Linked DNA regions of Mus musculus: region 1 is linked to region 2. Evidence: chromatin contacts called from public HiChIP or PLAC-seq data. All regions are on one chromosome and are shown on one strand. The core of a region is the stretch at or near the end of the contact, and the rest is flanking DNA. Distances in the headings are between cores, read along the strand shown. Region 1 holds the start of Setdb1 (SET domain, bifurcated 1). Region 2 holds the start of Car14 (carbonic anhydrase 14).

What was found. HiChIP or PLAC-seq counts read pairs in DNA pulled down with a chosen protein or histone mark.
Region 1: a contact with region 2 is called in a FOXA1 HiChIP or PLAC-seq map of pancreatic cancer cells. The contact joins the promoter of Setdb1 here to the promoter of Car14 in region 2. A contact is called at or near these places in 1 of 39 promoter capture datasets (hippocampal neurons), 1 of 484 Hi-C or Micro-C datasets (B cells) and 1 of 115 datasets of contacts at active chromatin or transcription factors (pancreatic cancer cells).

What each region holds. Positions count from the first base shown.
Region 1 is chr3:95,353,015-95,358,849 of GRCm38.p6, reverse strand. It overlaps Setdb1 (SET domain, bifurcated 1), which reads left to right and starts at 1,648. Exons shown (of 22, transcript NM_018877.3): 1 at 1,648-1,785; 2 at 2,648-2,916; 3 at 4,157-4,308. The coding sequence starts at 2,657.
Region 2 is chr3:95,901,836-95,907,829 of GRCm38.p6, reverse strand. It overlaps Car14 (carbonic anhydrase 14), which reads left to right and starts at 3,145. Exons shown (of 11, transcript NM_011797.3): 1 at 3,145-3,510; 2 at 5,699-5,719. The coding sequence starts at 3,456.

The DNA.
Region 1 (5,835 bases), core at 399-2,898, 550 kb after region 2:
CGGGTACCTCTTCCCTGGATGCACCATAGTGCAGTAGACATTGACTTTTGCAGGGCACACACTTGTGCACCACCTGCTCCACAAGGTGTTTTAACCCTGGTACATGGTACTTAGTCTTGGAGAATGTCTGGATAAGCTTGTTTACCCCTAGGTGAGTCCACTGGTGCATCTGTTTGATCATAGCCTCTGCTTGTCTTTGTGGCAGGATTTTCTCTCCCCCAGAGGTGTACCACAGTCTCTTATTTTTGTTGAACTGATGACTGGAATCTTTGAAAATGAGGGCTAAGTCCTCTGCTGTGTAAGTAAACTCCGGGACCGGTTTTTTGGGCTCTGTTGCCAAGAACACGAGGGCCATGGCTGCCCAAATGTTTTGGATTCCTTAAAGACACACACAAACACACACAAGGGCTGGAAAATGATTTCGTATTTAAGAACACTTATTGTTTTCCAGATTATTTTGAGTTTGAATTTTAGTGCCTATGTTGGATGGCAACTGTCTGTAACTGCAGTTCCATAGAATCCAGTATTCTCTTCGGGCTTTTGAGGCCAACTTGCACTTATGGGCACATATGCATACACAGACACACAGGTGTACAGAAAAATATATTTTATATAGATACCTTGCAGGACATGGTGGCTCACAGGTTAATCCCAACAGGTAGAAAACAGAGGCCGGTAGATCTTTGCACAGTCTACATAGCAAGTGCCAGACCATCCAAGATTACAAAGCACGACCCCATGTTAAAACTACCACAACAAAACACTTCTTGAGTCTGCTCTTTATTTCTGTGTTTCAGCTTCCTTTACCCTTGCAGGCAGGGTTATGGGAGGACAGTGGAAGAAGACAGTGTACTTGAGTTTGGCAGTTTATTTGTAAGGCTGTTCTTAGGCTAGAGGGGTGTGAGCAGTGCTGGGAGATTGGCCAGATCTGCTGTGAAAGTAATGGCATTCAAAGATGAGTAGGCAGAAAGAAGCAAAGAAAGAAATGAGAGCTGGGCAGTGGTGGTGCACACCTTTAATCCCAGCACTTAGGAGGCAGAGGCAGGCAGATTTCTGAGTTCGAGGTCAGCCTGGGCTACAGAGAGAGTTCCAGGACAGCCAGGGCTATACAGAGAAACCCTGTCTCAAAAAAAAAAAACAAAAAAAACAAAAAAAAAAAACAAAAAAACAAAACAAAACAAAAACAAAACAAAACAAAAACAAAAAAAAACCTCAAAAAACAAAAAACCTTAATCTTGTGAAAGATGAAAACTACACAATCTCAGTGATAAAATGATGAGTTTTTTGTTGTTGTTTATTTGTATTTTTCTTATTTCCTATATGAACACTCATTAATTTTGCTAAAAAATTAATTTTATTACTAAAAAAAATCTTCAAATTAAAACAATAATCAACTATATTGGCCACCTGTAGGGGAAGAGCTTCCATAAATGACTCCGGAAAATACCTGCTTTGTCCAACTAGCCCCTTATCTGGAAATGCCCTACTTCACACATGCATACTCTCCTTAAATTCCCATAACCCCTGTACCGCAGCGCTATGCAATAAATTTGGTCCCTTCGGGCTACCGTCGGAGAGGCCGGAAGGACGCTCCCTATTGCTTCCGGACCGTCGGTTTGCTCCCCGCCCCCTCCTGCCTCCTCACGCTGTTTCCCCTCCCCCGCCGTCTCTCCTTCAGTTTGCCTGGGTTTGGCAAGGCGGAGCCCTGGAGTAAAACCTGGGGTCGGGGTTGTGAGACGCGGCCCTTGCGGTCGGGCGCCAGAGTTGTGGGGAGGACGGACTGAGGTGCGCTGAGGCCGAGGTGGACCTGGGAGGCTTGGCTGGTGCGAGGCTGGGGCTGTGTGTGGGAACTTGGCGGGAGAGGAGCGAGCCGGGGGCGGGCGGGCCTGAGGCGGCGGCTGCGGGTGGGCGCGAGGCGGTGCGTGGGTGAGGCGGTGCGTCGATGAGGCGCGGGAAAGCAGGAGGGCGGCAGGCTGGAGGCTGCTGCGGTTCTGCGTGGCCCGGGCGGCCAAGCGCCTGTGCGCGTTATTCCGAGTGTGGCTGCTGGGTGGTCGCCATGGCTTCAAGCTTTTGCTCTGATCACGTAGGGATGTCCGACTTTTCCTCTCTTCGTCCCTTTTCTTCTTTGCTGGTCGCAGACTCCCAGGGCCTGGTGCAGCCGGGAAGCCCATCCCTTGTGCAGCTGCCCTCTTGCATGGCCCTAGGAGGTTTTAAAAGCCACCTTGCCACGGGAAAGCAAAGAGCCGCGAGGAAAAGGAGGACTAAACAACCCGGGTGGAATTAGTTCATTGCGGCTCACCTGTCTCCAGCCGCCGGTGCCTCGGTTAGACTCGGTGTAGTGACAGAGCCAATTAAGGAACAAGTAGCTCCCAGAAGTATCTTCCTTGGTCGATAAGCACTCTTCGGTTTCCTGAAACCTTGTTTTAGCTAGCTCCCTGGTGCGTGTTGGAGTTCTCCAGGGTCTCCCCGCTCTTAGTTGTTACCCAGAGCTTGGGTCTGTGTGAGAAGATGAGGCTCCCCGGGAAATCTCCAGATCGCCTTGTGGAGGAGGAGGGGAGAGAACAGAGTTTGCAGGCTTTTGATTATGAGACAGAAATGGTGTGAGCCTCGGTTAGAGTTGTTTTCGCTTCTTGTTCATCCTGCACAGGGCCAAAGCATGTCCTCCCTCCCTGGGTGCATGAGTTTGGCTGCAGCGCCAGCTGCAGCTGACTCTGCAGAGATTGCTGAGCTGCAGCAGGCGGTGGTTGAAGAGCTGGGTATCTCTATGGAGGAACTTCGTCAGTACATTGATGAGGAACTGGAAAAGATGGACTGCATACAGCAGCGCAAGAAGCAGCTCGCAGAGCTGGAGACGTGGGTACTACAGAAAGAGTCTGAAGTGGCTTATGTTGATCGGCTGTTTGATGATGCATCCAGGTAGGGATTCCAGGAAGCAGAAGTAAATGTCCATCTGTGTCCTCCTTGGAGTGACTGTTGTTGTCATTGTCCTAAGCACTTTATACTTTGGCGACTTCAGTCAGGTGGGGCCTTACTCTTCCTCTGAGTTTGTAATGCAGAGTTGCAACAGAACACTTTTTCCCTGTGGGTAGCTGCTATGTGATCAGCAGTAGTTAGGTTAAAGGCTTGAATTCCCTTCTCTTCCTCCTGGACTGAACTTCCTTCCTAAGATCCCCAGAAAGTGAAGATTGTAGAGTTGCTGTCTTTTCTGTTTTTCTGAGACAGAATCCCAATACCTAAATCTTGCTGGCCTGCAACTTGCAGAGATCTGCCGACTTTTGCCTCCTAAGAGCTGCAATGAAATGATCCTAGCTTATGCTTGTTGAGTTGATTGGGGTTTCATTCGTTCATCCATTTTTGATACAAAGTCTCTTTACGTAGAATTGGCTGCCCTAGAACTCACCATATAAACCATATTGAGCTGGACTCATAGAGACCCATCTGCCTTTGTTTCTCCAGTGGTGAGATTAAAGGGATGTTTCACAGCACCCAGCAAAATGAAGTTGATATTTAAAGCTGTCTTCTTAGTTCCCAAAGCCACATAGATAATAAATATCAGATATTAGGACTTTTGTAACAGCAGGTGGAAAATTGAAGTCTAGAAAATTGTTTCATAGAAGAATTACATGGAAACAAACATTCTGTGGAAAAGCATTCTAAATAGGTACTTTGGAACATGTAGAGCAAACAGTCTATATTTAAATATACATAATTTCCTGTTACTGTGTTGTGTTTTGTATGTGGGGGGGGTTGTTTTTTGTTTTTGTTTCTGTTTTTGTTTTGTTTTATTTTTGAGACCGTTTCTTTGTAACTCTGGCTGTCCTGGAACTACCTCTGTACACCAAATTGGCCTGGAATTCAGAGATCTGCTTGCCTCTGCCTCCTGAGTGCTGGGTTCTGTTTTTGTTCTGTCTAAAGGTTTCTTACTCTGTAGGCCATGCTGGCCATGAACTGTATTGACCATGAACTCTATTGACCATGAACTCTATTGACCAAAGTGACCTCAAACCTAGCTAGTCTTGGTTCCTCAGGCTAAGGACTAGGATTACATGTGTGAGCTCAGAGGCTAGGTATTGTATAAATGTATATACATTGTAATGCTCTTGTACTGCACTGTCTCCACTGGCTTTGATCTTTTCTGCATGTGTTCCAATATCAGGGAAGTGACTAACTGTGAGTCTTTGGTGAAGGATTTCTACTCTAAGCTGGGACTACAGTATCATGACAGTAGCTCTGAGGATGAAGCTTCCCGGCCCACAGAGATCATTGAGATTCCTGATGAAGATGATGATGTCCTCAGTATTGATTCAGGTAAATGATGAAGCTTTGGTCAGAAAAGTCTTAGAATGGAAGCTGAAATACTGGAAGACAAGTATGTTGCACATAAAGAATCACATTGTCATTACTTAATATGCCAAAAACCTGACTGACTTATTATGACAACAAGTAAGTATTCTTAGCATCGTAAGTGTTTTCTGTATTCTGATTGCTTCCTTTCCCCATTTCAGATAAGGTATACTTATTTTCTGTCTTTTCCCCCATGTGTTTGTGTGTAGTTTGCCTATGTCTGAGTTTCTTTTTCAGTTACTGTGATCAAATAATCTGACAAAATCATTTGAAGGTTAAGGGGGCTGATCCTGGTTCCAAGTTCCAGATCATATCCATGATGGTCGGGGAAATCACAGTGGCAAAAGCCTAAAGCATCTGGTCACATTGTTCTGCAATCTGGAAACAGAGGGAGTGTCTCATCCTGCTGCTCCTCCAATCGCTCTCTTTATTTGTGTATTTATGAAGTCTATGGAATGGTACCACTCACGGTGGGCTGGTCCATCCACCTCTACATAGTCAAAATAATTCCTCATTGGCTTGCACAGATTTCCATTTCACAAGTCATTTTAAATTCTGTTAAGTTGATATCAATGGTCACAGTGTTCCTACCCATGTTTGGGAGTAGAGGTATATGGGTGGGTGTACATATATGTAGAATTCAAAGACTTATATCAGGTTTATTGCTTGATCACTCCTCTCTTTATTATGGAAGCAGGGTCTTGCTGAACCAAGGGTTTGCCAATTCTAGCATGTGTAGATAGCCAGCTCAGAGTGGGTTTCTGCCTTATGAGTACTAGGATTACAGGTTTGGGGCCTGAGGATCCAGACTCCAGGACTTGGGACTTGTTTGGGAAACACGATATGCTGGCTATCTCTCTAATGCTTTTATTTTGCAATAGGATTTCACAGTTTCTGGCTAACTTCTAACTCTCAGTATAGCCCATGCTAGCTTTGGACTTCGAGCAGTACTTCTGCTTTTTTTGTTTGTTGGTTTGTTTGTCTTGTTATTTTGAGACATGCTTTCTCTGTGCAGCCCTGGCTGTCCTGGAACTCACTCTGTAGACCAGGCTGGCCTCAAAGTCACATCAACCTGCCTGCCTCTGGGAAAGGTGTGTACCATCACCACCTGGCAAAAGTTGCCTCACCCCACCTCCCATTTATTGATTGATTGATTGTTGATTTGTGTGTGTGTGTGTGTGTGTGTGTGTGTGTGTGTGTTTTGTTTTTTCAAGACAGAGTTTCTCTGTGTTAAGAGAGCCCTGACTGTCTTGGAACTTGCTTTATAGACCAGGCTGGCCTCTAACTTAAGAGATCCTCCTCCCTCTGCCTCCCCAGTACTGGAATTAAAGGTGTGTGCCACCATCACTCAGCTCTATATTGAGTTTGCGTTCAGAATCCTAATCAGAACAGTTTGATACTGTGAGGAATTGTCAAGCCTCCATCCACAGCTCCCTTCTGGGCTCTAAGAACTTTATTGCCAATTGTAGATTGGGTATGTCCTACATCCAG
Region 2 (5,994 bases), core at 1,896-4,395:
CTAAGGGCCCTGCTGGTCTAAAGGTCTAGGAAAGACCAAAGCGGAGTGAAAAGTGACTCACTGGTCCCCTGAGGAGATTCATTCACTTAACCCACAGGTATTTACAAAGCTAGAGGTGTTCTGTGCCTGGAACCAATTCATAATAGAAAATTCCTTTTTAATTAAAAAAAACCAACAGCAATATTTCTGACCACAAAATTTATCTGCCCTTTCTCCACAAGATTCTCCTCCTGCATCTATTGAATCGGAAGGCTGTGAGGCTGGCCCAGATCACCTGCTCCTCCCAGTCCCCAGTGAGCTTAATTTGTAAGCACCTTTGTGTTTGCTGAAGGGGCTTTGGGGACTGAGGGCAAGGCTGTAATACTAAATGCAACTGCCTAATGTTCCTACTTCCGTTATATCACTGCAGCACACAGTGTTATTATCTCTTCTGTTTGTTTGCTGCTTCTGGTCTCTCGTTTTTTGTTATTAGCTTTTCTAGAAAATGTAATTCCATCTAACACGTCCCCTCATGGACTGTTGTTTGAATCTGACTCCCTCCTTTATTCAACAGCCTGCACCCCAGCATACAAGCTCGGGGAGCTGACTGGGCTCGTTGCAAGGACATTCTAAAGGCGTGAGTTTAAATACCTAAGTTAAGAACTTTTAAGAAAGGATAAACATAAAGTCACCACGCTGGAACACTTTGATCCGACATTCACGTTTCACTGCTTTGCAAGGACAGGAGGTGGCGCCACTCGGCAGCGGAATGTCTCAGGTTTGGTGGTCCTTGGGCCAGGTGCAAGGGGAGAAGAGGGTTTAGGAGCGAGAAGAGCCCTAACGAAACAAGAGTTTGAGAAGAAACTACTCGGAAGAAATAGTACCCAGTCACCCTTTCTTTTTTCTTTCCTTTTCCTTTCCCTTTTCACATAGCAGCCCCTTTGCACCTACTCCAAATCAACACAGCTAGAAAGCAATGACTGAAGTGTTCACAGGATCTAAACAAGTTCGTTCTTTCTCTCCCCGTCTCCCCTCTCCCCTCTCCCTCTCCCCTCCCCCTCTCTCTGAAACCAGTTTTATTTATTTGGAGGGAATCGGAATTCCCGGAGAGGCTGCTGGTTCCGGAGCCTAAGTGTTGACTCGGGACTAAGACTTTTTTTTTAAGGACGCATTTTATTTTTTTAATGGTTTTATTTTATGTGCATTGGTGATTTGCCTGCATGTATGTCTGTGTGAGAATATCCGGTTCCTTGGAACTAGAGTCACAGACAGTTGAGAGCTGCCAGGTGGGTGCTGAAAATCGAACCCATTCCTCTGGAAAAGCAGCGAGAGCTATTAACCACTGAGCCATCTCTCCAGCACCAGGGCTAAGACTCCTTTGAAGCAGTATTTTTTATTTTTTATTTTTTATTTTTTGAAGCAGTATTCAAAAGTGTAGGCAAAGTCCCCAAACTCTCAGCACCAACTGCTGTCCAGAAGGAATCCCAAGTTTTAAAAATTCGTAGAGAAGCCAAGAGGTGGCGCCAGGCGAGACGCACTTCCTGGGAGGCTGAAAGTCGGTCGTAGATGCTGCAGGGGAGCTCTGTCCTGATAGGGGTTATTCTATCCAAACCTCCTCTTTCCTACCTTGTGAAATATGTGTCAATTCTCCTTTCACCCCCACCCCACCCCCCTCTTAACTTTCCGGACACCAAAGAAATCTTAACTTGTATTCACATCTTTTATTCTTCCTAGATGGGACTGGATGAGGCTTTGGAAGAACTTTAAGACGGAAACTTTTTTTTAGGGGATGAAGTATTCGCAAAGCGATAAAACGTTGTGTGTGTGTGTGTGTGTGTGTGTGTGTGTGTGTGTGTGTATTTTAAATATATATATATATTTTTAAAAAGTCCTTACTCTGAAGCTCAGTCGTGGGACAGAAAAGCACTCTGAGCTCCTGTCTCCGCAGGAGTGATGACCTGGCACATGCATTATTCTGTTCATTTGGCTTTTATCCCGTGCCCTTGTTTGGCTTCTGCTCCTTTGTTTTGGCTATTTATTGCTACTTGATAGGAGTAAGGAGGGCAGAAAGACCTCACAGAGGTTATGGAGGAGAGATTTCACCATCTAGCTTGAAATTATCTGTGGTCTTCACACTCACTAATGAGGGACTTAGGATGTACATTCCGATCGGGATTTCTAGTCCCGTGGGGGAGCGCACACCAGCCACATTCCTGAGACGCCACGCAGCCTCCATGCTCCACTAGCAAACTCAGTTCCACCACAGCAAGTTTCACTTGATCCCACAGGACCTGCCTGGACCCTTTGTTGGGTGGGCGGGAAGCCCCTGGACCCCTCACCCACCTGGTCACATGGCCTTTCTATGGCCCCTCCCCTCTCTTTCTTTGGAGTCCGCCTTTTTCTCATGGTGACAGTAATTGTTTCTACAGTCACCCATCACTCCTCCTGCCCGGCCTCTCTGCTAGGGGTCAGTGTCCTCTTCAGTGACAAAAGGCGCCCTAGATCTGGGCTCCCTGGGGAGGGAGGTGGCTGGATCTGGTAGTTAGAATGCTGTCTCTCCCTGGTGCTGCGACAACCCCTCCCCCGCTGTGCACACAAATGGGCTTTATCCGGCAAACAAAACCGCACCCCCACCCCAGGCTACACAGGCACGTGGACCTAAGCCTCACCAAGGGAAGGGGGTGGTGACAGGCGCCAGAGAAAGACGAGGCAGAAGACAAATATTCTCCTCGCCCCACTTCTTGCTCTCCACAATCCAGATTTTAAAGTTTGACTTTCCACTCCCCACCTGCTCCCTGAGCCTCCAACTTCTGTTCTCCTATCTCCCGAATCTGAATTCTTTCTGGTTCCAACCAGCTCAACTTCTCTTGGTTTCAGAAACAGGTTCCCCACCAGCAGTCCCATACCACCCAGGGATGTGCTCCTCAGGCAGGGGAATGAGAACACGGTGTCCTGGGAGGGAGAGGTGCGAAACCCCCCTTCCCTGACCGAGAGTTCCAGGGGACACCCGTACGAGCGGCAGTGTAAATAGCAAAGGAAGAGCTCACTCCAGGGTCCTGAGCCAAGGCCAGGGCGCTGGGCTCTGCTGGGCCATCCTGCATGCCTAATCCGCTATTTAAGGAGCTGCTCGGCTGCAGCCCAGGCACCACCCCCCTCCTCACGTACACCGGTTTCGAGCCACCTTAAAAGCGGGAGGCAACTGTGAAGTTGCTGGCCAGTAAGTGGTGTGGAGATTACGAAGGGACATACGGAGAGGGCAGAGAGAGGAAGAGAGAGAAAGTGAGAGAGGAAGAAATTTATCCTGGGATCCAGAAGTTCGTGTTAACCTGTGGAAAATCAAGTCCCTGGAAGTCTGCAGAGACAGAGACAAGAAGAAAAGAGATAGAACGCCAGAAACTCCTCTCTCTCCCTCCCTCTCCACCTCTCTCTTCTAAACCCCAAATTCCTGGTCCCTTGTACCCCATTGTGGGGATAATATGTTGTTCTTCGCTCTCCTGTTAAAGGTGACTTGGATCCTGGCTGCAGATGGGGGTAGGTACAACTGGGTCTGTGCTAATGTCCACCCGTAGCCATGTGTACTTATGTGGGGGAGGAGAGGTTTCAGAAAGGGAAGCCTAGGGGCTGGGGGGTAGGGGGGGGAGGCATGGGGTGGGAGAAAGACTATGGAGGAGATCCTTCCATTCTTTTCCTTTTCCTCTCTAACCCAGCGATTACTGCTATCTCTGCGACAGGGAGAGCTAGCCAGAGGCCAGTGTGTGAATGCTCAGGAGTGTAGGACACTCGGCCAGCTACAGTTCTCCAGTCCACTCTTTCCCCACTGCCCTAGTCCCGGGCAGCCCTCCTGCCCGTCTTTGTTTACGCACTCTGCTGGTTAGGGAGAGCAGGGGTGAGAAGGGACACGTGCTGCAGTCCTGCCCGACTCAGACCCCGACCCTCTGCTGATCAAAGGATAACTCCATTACCTGCCAAGGGGCAGGGGCAGCTGGTCCATTTCCCTGAAAGGAACACGACTAAACGTTTGCTCAGCTCTTTATAGTGTACAAAGGGCTTTCAGGATTAGGAGAGAGGTGGGGAGACGTTGGAGAAAACAAGCTAAGTTGTTTCTGGAACGCCTGAAGGATTCCCACAACTTTTTTTGTTGTTATTGCTTATTTTTATTTACTTTTTTTTTTGAGACAAGGTTTCACGTGGCCAGACCTATCTCAAACTCACTCTGTAGCTGAGGTTAGACCTGCTTGGCTCTGCCTCCCCATGCCTGGTTTCTACACCCTGTTTTTGTGCTTCTCAGGCCCCATTCTGTATCCAGCACATAGTAGGTGAGGGATTAAAGTTTATTGGAAGGACGAGGTGGGGGGGGGGATTATCTAGAAAGCGAGAGGAAGATGGGACCAAGGGATCCAAAAGAAAATGAGGAGTCACAAATCTCTTCTGAGAAGAAACAATTTGGAAAGAGGAAAAAAGAGGCATTAGAATCAGCTCAGAGCATTTCACAGGAAGGGCAGGGCACCTTCACAACAGCCAGAGAACTCTAGTTGTTGGAGTATCCTAAAGAGATAGTGAAGGAGGGGTGGGGGGGAGCTACTCGCAGAGTTGCCCCCGCTGAGGAATGGAGCGGTGTGAGCAGTTAAAGGAATAACAAGCAAGATGGGCATTGGACCACACGCTTGCAATCCCAGCTCTCAGGAGGCTGAGACAGGACTGCCACAAGTTTGAGGTCAGCCTGAAGCACACTGTGAATACAGGGCCAGTATGGACTACAGAGTAAAATCATGTCTCAAACAAAATAATTAAAAGACTAATGAAGAGGAAAAGGAACAGGGTATTTCCCCCCAGTTTCTAGAGTTAAATAGAACAAGCCAATCTCCAAGAAGACTTCCTTTTCTCCTTGAAGCAGGTTAGCCGTGGGGGGGGGGGGGGGGTGACTCTCAGACCCCTAGCGTTTTGGCCAGAGATAGAACTGCATGAGATCCTGGCATGTGACCCGGCTGGCAACTCTCCTCTCTACACACAATGCTACACTTTCATCCTGTCTTTGCCAGCCTGGCTGCCTGTGCCCACCCACCACCCTCAACATAGACTAGGCCCTACCCCGACTCCTGCTTTTCTTGAGCCATTTGAGCCTGAAAGAGCAGATGTTCATGATTCGAGTGACCACAGCTAGTGAGAGCAGAAAGAACTAAAACTCCTGCTGAAGGTGCTGGGCCCTCGTCCTAGCGGCAGTACACCAAGGCTAAGGACTAAGCCCTCCTGGCTTCAGCAGGATTCACTGAGACTTTCCCTCCTCCTCCTCCTCCTCCTCCTCCTCCTCCTCTTCCTCCTCCTTCTATTCTATGCTTCCAAGCCCTCTGCTCACACCCTTGCCTTACCCCACCCCAACCTTCTAAGTGTTACACTGACTTGGCTCCAGATGGGAAAAAGTAAGGGCTGGGCTGCCTGCACATTTGGATCCAGGTTAATTTTAGTCTCCTGGCTTTATCTCTTTTCCTTGCTCCTCCCTCTTTACTCTTTAATCACAACTGCAGCCTGGCTAGTTATTTTAAATAGGACCCCCGACCTTTTCACAAAGGTATCCAGTTTCAATACTTCACTTGGGAAGCTCTGGAGTGGAGGTGGGTAAGAGAGAGCAGAAAAGGAGGAGGCGCTGGCGGCCGGAGGGAGAGCAGAGGCCAGGACATTGCTCCAGGCTGCACTGGCCACAGCCCAAATCCCTCTCTTACAGGTCACCACTGGACATATGAAGGTGAGATTGGAACTGCACATGGATTGGCACTCCTTTCACCCCAGGACCTCCGCACCTGGCATGAAGACTTGTCCTGGGGGAGGGAAAGAGCTTTTCCTGAGCTTCACCCACTAGCTCCTCTTTTTCTCCCTACACACACAGACCCTGGGGCTTACACAAGTGGCTGCTAGACCCTGCTGTAATCATTAAATCCCACATCTCCTGATTCAGCAAAAAAGCCAATGCGTCCTCTGTAAATCCCTGTGGAAATGAAGAAAACTGGGCGGGGAGAGGCA